2 separate regions of the Mus musculus genome follow, and region 2 is linked to region 1. The links are chromatin contacts, called in public promoter capture Hi-C maps. All regions are on one chromosome and are shown on one strand. Each heading gives the region's core, a stretch centred on a gene start, on an enhancer-like site or on the middle of the called end of the contact. The rest is flanking DNA. Distances are from core to core; before and after follow the strand shown.

Evidence for each region. Capture Hi-C pulls out chosen DNA fragments and counts their contacts.
Region 2: a promoter capture Hi-C map of adipose tissue shows a contact between it and region 1. The contact joins two enhancer-like sites. A contact is called at or near these places in 2 of 15 datasets of contacts at CTCF or cohesin (CD8 T cells and the NIH/3T3 cell line), 43 of 484 Hi-C or Micro-C datasets (the 3T3-L1 cell line, 3T3-L1-derived adipocytes, the C2C12 cell line and 29 more), 7 of 115 datasets of contacts at active chromatin or transcription factors (CD8 T cells, bone marrow-derived dendritic cells, bone marrow-derived macrophages and 4 more) and 2 of 9 other capture datasets (adipose tissue and liver).

The regions. Positions count from the first base shown.
Region 1 is chr16:45,069,532-45,072,305 of GRCm38.p6, forward strand. No RefSeq gene overlaps it. Among named protein-coding and RNA genes, the nearest start is that of Ccdc80, 23 kb to the right of the region's middle. Within about 2 kb of position 1,355, at least 72 of the 459 cell types and tissues checked have an H3K27ac peak or open chromatin away from gene starts, as enhancers often do. A contact at or near this core is called in adipose tissue and bone marrow-derived macrophages, where this site is marked.
Region 2 is chr16:44,961,610-44,964,383 of GRCm38.p6, forward strand. All of the region lies in intron 5 of Cd200r3 (CD200 receptor 3), which reads left to right. Among named protein-coding and RNA genes, the nearest start is that of Cd200r3, 19 kb to the left of the region's middle. Within about 2 kb of position 1,387, at least 110 of the 459 cell types and tissues checked have an H3K27ac peak or open chromatin away from gene starts, as enhancers often do. A contact at or near this core is called in adipose tissue and bone marrow-derived macrophages, where this site is marked.

The DNA.
Region 1 (2,774 bases), core at 105-2,604:
AAAAGAGGCACTGTAACCTCTTCTTCCAGGTGAAGATACCAGCACGAGCCTTGAGGGAAGGCTGGGAAAGGGATTGGAAATTTGGAAGAGGTCAAGAGTGGCTCAGTTCAAAGTGTGCTCAAGGGAGACTCTAAAGCAGCAGACACCTTTGACCTGGGTCTGGATAATCAGGGCCCCAGTGGAATTGAAATCTGCAAAGAGAAAAGGTGATGGGAACATTAAAGGAGCACACGGAGCCATTGTCCACCTCACAGCACTCTGGCATGCATAGAGTGAAACCACGGATATCAGAGGACAAACAGCAATGGCAGGTAGTGTACCTAGGCTATGCTGCACGAGGCTCTGATAGCAGCAGCTGGCTCTCAAAGTTTAGGGACAAACTCCAGAGGAGCTTGAGTGCTGGGTTACAGAGTGTGAGCTGTTTCCAGTAGCTGAGAGCTATAATGGAGACTGAGCACAATAGCCCAACTGACATGGTGGGTTAGGAAGAGAACCCTACACCTGGGTGCTGGAGGGGCTGCTATGGCTCCCATGGTAACCCTGATGAAGAGTTTTCAGACAGGGCTGTACCTTGGTCCTCCTGTGAGCCAGGGTCAGAACCTCCCACCGTTGCAGTGGTCTAGGAAACATGGAGAACTTTTGAATTCAAGAGCACTGAGGCATGGAACAAACAAACTCCCTCTTCCAAATACTACGGAACTCATAAGATGGACGCAAATAACTCAATTCCTTGGTGAAAATCAGTGAGTCTTCACAGCCTCAGCACAGTTTGCTTTATCTGTAGTTTCAGATCAGAAAAATAGAGAAGAGAGAAAAAACAGTTTGTCTAAACACTAATCTGCTATGACTCAAAACCCCAATGAGTGCAAGCCAGACTCTACTTTCCACCCACTCAGGGCTGGGCCTTTCACATTTGGTAACAGCTGACCAGAGCATCTTCATGTAATATTGGCACTCTCGAAACTCCCAAGGGCTGGACTGAAAAAGCTGATCCAGACCCTGTCCTCATCCAGAACCAGAAAAGCTGTGGGGAGATGAGTGGCAGCTGGTGAGCCAATGGGCGAGTAGCTGATGGAGTGGAAGCTTCAGCTATGACTCACGGAGATGCAGAACAAGGCCAAGTTGCCCTGCCCAGCTGTTCTAGAGCTTCAAAACTAAATAGAGGAAAACCAGATGTTCACTTTTTTCAAAAATGAAATACCGACTACAAATGCAAAATGTAATTTTACTACCCAAATGCATACCACAGAGTACTTGCAGAATCAGAACAGACTTTTGCTAGCCTTCACGGGGTGTCTAGGGGACAAATATAGAGAAAGGACTGCATATTTCTCATCTCCTTTAGACTTCGTGCTACACTCCAGGGAGTATGAGACACTGTCTCGGTATGCCCACAGGGCAGCAATTAGCTTGTGTTTCATCTATTTAGAGTTGGGAGCAAACATAGGAACAACCTGCCTATTCCCAAGGCAAAGGATACTGGTTAAACAAGAGCAAGATAGGTAGTTAAGGACTTCGCCCTATGACCTCAAAGAAAGGTTATCCCATCAAAAAAATCAAAACCAAAACCAAATGAAAAACTCATCTGGCACGAATTTGCCAACATAGAGAAAAGCACCAGGAAACCAATCAGATACATAAGCTTTAGAAACATACCAAGCATGGGGTTTAAAATTGTTTCCATTAAAGTAAGCAGCTGGCTTTTGGGGCTCCCTTTCAGGTATGAATGTTATAATGGAGGCTGCCAGAGGCTAAGCCCTCTCTCCCAATGATGAATAAGTGACTAAGGAGCATGTACCTCCAGGCCAAGATCTGAGTTCATGAATTCTATAAATGATAAAGAAGATGCTAGAAAGGTCCAGGGGTGCAACGGACCACCCCAGCCAGGTATGGGGGTTCCTGGGATGTGGGTTCTTGAGGTCAGGTGGGTAAGGATTGGGTGGTGACAAACAGAAACAAACACAGAGGCAGAATACATACCACGAATGCATACCACACCCCATACTAGCCTTCACAGAGTGTCTGGGGTACAAATATAGAGAAAAGGCTGCATATTTCTCATCTCCTTTAGACTTCGTGCTACATTCCAGGGATTATGAGACACTGTCTTGGTATGCCCAGAGGGCAGCAATTAGCTTGTGTTTCATCTGTTTAGAGTCAGGAGCAAACATAGGAACAACCTGCCTCTTCCCAAGGCAAAGGAACCTGAGTGTGTTTTGCAGCTCTCAAGCAAGGGTTTTATACATAAGAGAAACAGGTGCTACAGCTCTGAAGAGCTGTGTTCAGTGAAGCAGCGAAATAGAACAGAAATAACAATAATCATTTGGTACATCAAAATACAAAATCATCCAAGTCTTACAACTTCAAAAAAAAGGTGTTTTCAGTAAAACATCTAGGTAGAATGAATATTGTTATGATCATTTGGTACATCAAAATACAAAAATTATCTAAGGCTAGTGGCAAATTCCCAAGAACAAGCTAATGAATGTGTGTGATCAGTTACTGTTTGACATCAGCTCCTGTTTCTCTGTAAATCTTCAAAACATAAACTTATACTGTTTTAATTCTTTTTATTTAAGGTTTTCTTAAACAATATACCAAAACCTACTTCCGATGACACACGTGCAGCCATATAAAATATTATTGTTGGGAAAGTTTTTATCAATACTATCTGATACATGATTTATATTGTTTTCCCAGAGATGGGGTCATGTTTCGTGACTCCATTTCAAGGGATGGTTTTGTAGCCACGATACTCACTTAAGATCTTAGCC
Region 2 (2,774 bases), core at 137-2,636, 110 kb before region 1:
ACTGACTAAGGCAACCCAATTTATTTTGTTCCAATCTTAACTACTAATATTGACTCTCAGACCATACTTTATATATCATACAGAAAATATATCTATTTTCTATATATTTATGCATCTATATGTATTTATCTGTTTTTATCATCTAGCTACTTATCATCCATTATCTACCTATATAGGTTACAGAATGTGTTTAAAAGGAATAAAAATCTTCAGCAGGCTTTAAGAAATTACAAAGAAGTCTAGTTGACAAGCACAAACGAAAACAAATAGGGATGTCAGAAGATTCTTCAGGGAGAGGAAGTGTCCAGTAACTAACCATTGAAAGCCTGTTGGAGATGCTGCTGTGGCTGCTGTAGGATCAAGTAGTAGAGACAGACCTCAGATGCCTGAGTGGAGCAATCTAAGCAAGGTGCAGGTACAGACCAGGGAGGCAGTAGAGGCCAGAGGTCAAGAGAGATGAATGGATGAACTGATGACAATTAGAATGAACCACATCAGCACTGAGAAACAAGCCAACATGACACCCCGGGCACAGTCAGAAATTATCTGCTTGTTGGTCCCTTGACTCACACCCAGGGTGGTCAGATGACAGGTTGGTGAGGCTGCTATCATCACAACACATTAGGTGTTCTCCTTATGTGGTCCAGGTGAGGATGTATTAACTCTTCCTCAGTCTGGTCCTTGGGCCTGGCTTTCCTGGTGTTACTTTAATATACTTATATGGTCTCAATTGGCTTTGATAAATGTATTGGGTGGTTCTGCTCTTTCCTTTGGGAATAAGTAGGGTAGTCTGATCACAACACAATAATTACACCCAAAAATCAATATGGTCTCCAATGGGACCATATTGGGAGCAAACCACAGTTGAGAACCACTAGATGGTGCTTCGACTTAATCCTTTTGAACATCTTGAAGCAAACCAAAATCAGCATAGCCTCAGACAAAGTAACCCCGCTTTTCCTTAAATTTCCCCTCCATACAAGCCTATATCTTGTTAACTCTAGCTTTTCTTGGGAGGTGTTTGGAATAGTTACAAAAAGAGGCAGAGCTAAACTTCTGCTTTAAGGAGAAAAAGATCTTCTCAGTTCCTAAATGTGTACTGCTGTTTTCACTTAACTTTAGTAGAAACATTTTGCTCACCAAATAAGCTTCAAGGGGATTGTCATAGGTGAGAGAAGGAAGGTCACTACACTGTCTTCATGGTGAAGCCAAGGTTAGTACTCATTTCTTCCCTGTCAGTGTCAATGGCTTCAGATAAAATTAGCTTTTCTTTTCTCCACTTCCTAGGCCCTCCCACATCATATCTAGAGGCACACATGGTATTCTAATGCTGGCAGGAAGCTTCAGATAAATTAGGTCAACTTCCCTTTTTTCTAAAAGAGGAAACCAAGACTCTCAGATTCGGTGGTCATGGGGTGTCACTAAGAAGTCAGAGGCCCTGCTTTACTTCTCCCCAAGAGAAGGGAGATACTTTCTAAGGCCAAGCCAGACAAGAGGAAGAGTTTGGTCAGCTCTATTTTAGATCACATCTTGCTCATGCGGCCCCAAAGCCCCCACCTCCCTCACCTCTCTTGTCTGACTGGCCAAGTTCAAGTGATAGCTCTTTATCTAATTCATGGAAAAGAAGATGTTAAGATACTTATACTGATTAGATCTTGTGTAGAGCTGGGCAGAGCTGGGCAGAGCTGGGCAGAGCTGGGCAGAGCTGGGCAGAGCTGGACAGAGCTGGGCTTAGGATCTATCCTTTACCAGGCATGAGTCCTTATGAGAGAGAAGCCTGAGAAGACCTGGTATACTGTGAAAAAGACAGAACTAGAGGACATGCATGAGTCCTTGCTAATGAAGAGGAAGACAGTAAAACTGAGTTAAAAGATGCATAAAAATCAGACAGTAGGCAAGGTCGGGGAAGATAGGCATAGCAAGAAGAGGGGATGGGCTGTGAGGGTCAGGGTAGGGTCTTCATCAGGGTGATGGAAGCTGTGTTGTTTACTCACATACAGCTTTTGTTTCTTTTATTGGCTATTTTCTTTATTTACATTTCAAATGCTTTCTCCTTTCCAGGTCTCCCCTTCGGAAATCCCCCATCCCACCCTTGCCCCCGTTCCCCTGCCACTATGAGGGTACTTCCTCACCCACACTCCTGCCTTCCCACCCTGGCATTCCACTACACTGGGGCATCGAACCCCCTCAGGCCCAAGAGCCGCTCCTCCCACTAATGTCCAACAAGGCCATCCTCTGCCACCTATGAGGCCTGAGTCATGGGTCCCTCCATGTGTACTCTTTAGTTGTTGGTCCACTCCCCAAGAGCTCTGGGACTTCTGGCCAGTTGACACTGTTGCCCCCACCATGGGGCTTCAAACCCCCTCAGCTCCTTCAGTCCCTTCTCCAACTCCTCCACCAGGGACCCTGTGCTCAGCTCAATGGTTGGCTTGGAGCATCTGCCTCTGATTTTGTCAGGCTCAGGAAGAGCCTCTCAGGAGACAGCCATATCAGGCTCCTGTCAGCAAGCACTTCCCAGCATCCACAATAGTGTCTAGGTTTGCAACTGTATATGGGAGGGATCCCCAGGCAGAGCAGTCTCTGGATGGCCTTTCCTTTAGTCTCTGCTCCACACTTTATCTCCATATTTCCTCCTGTGAGTAGTTTGTTCCCACTTCTAAGAAATACTGAAGCATCCATCCACACTTTGGTCTTCTTCCTTCTTGAGATTCATATGGTCTGTGAATTGAATCTGAGGTATTCTGAACTTTTGGGCTAATATCCACTTCTCAGTG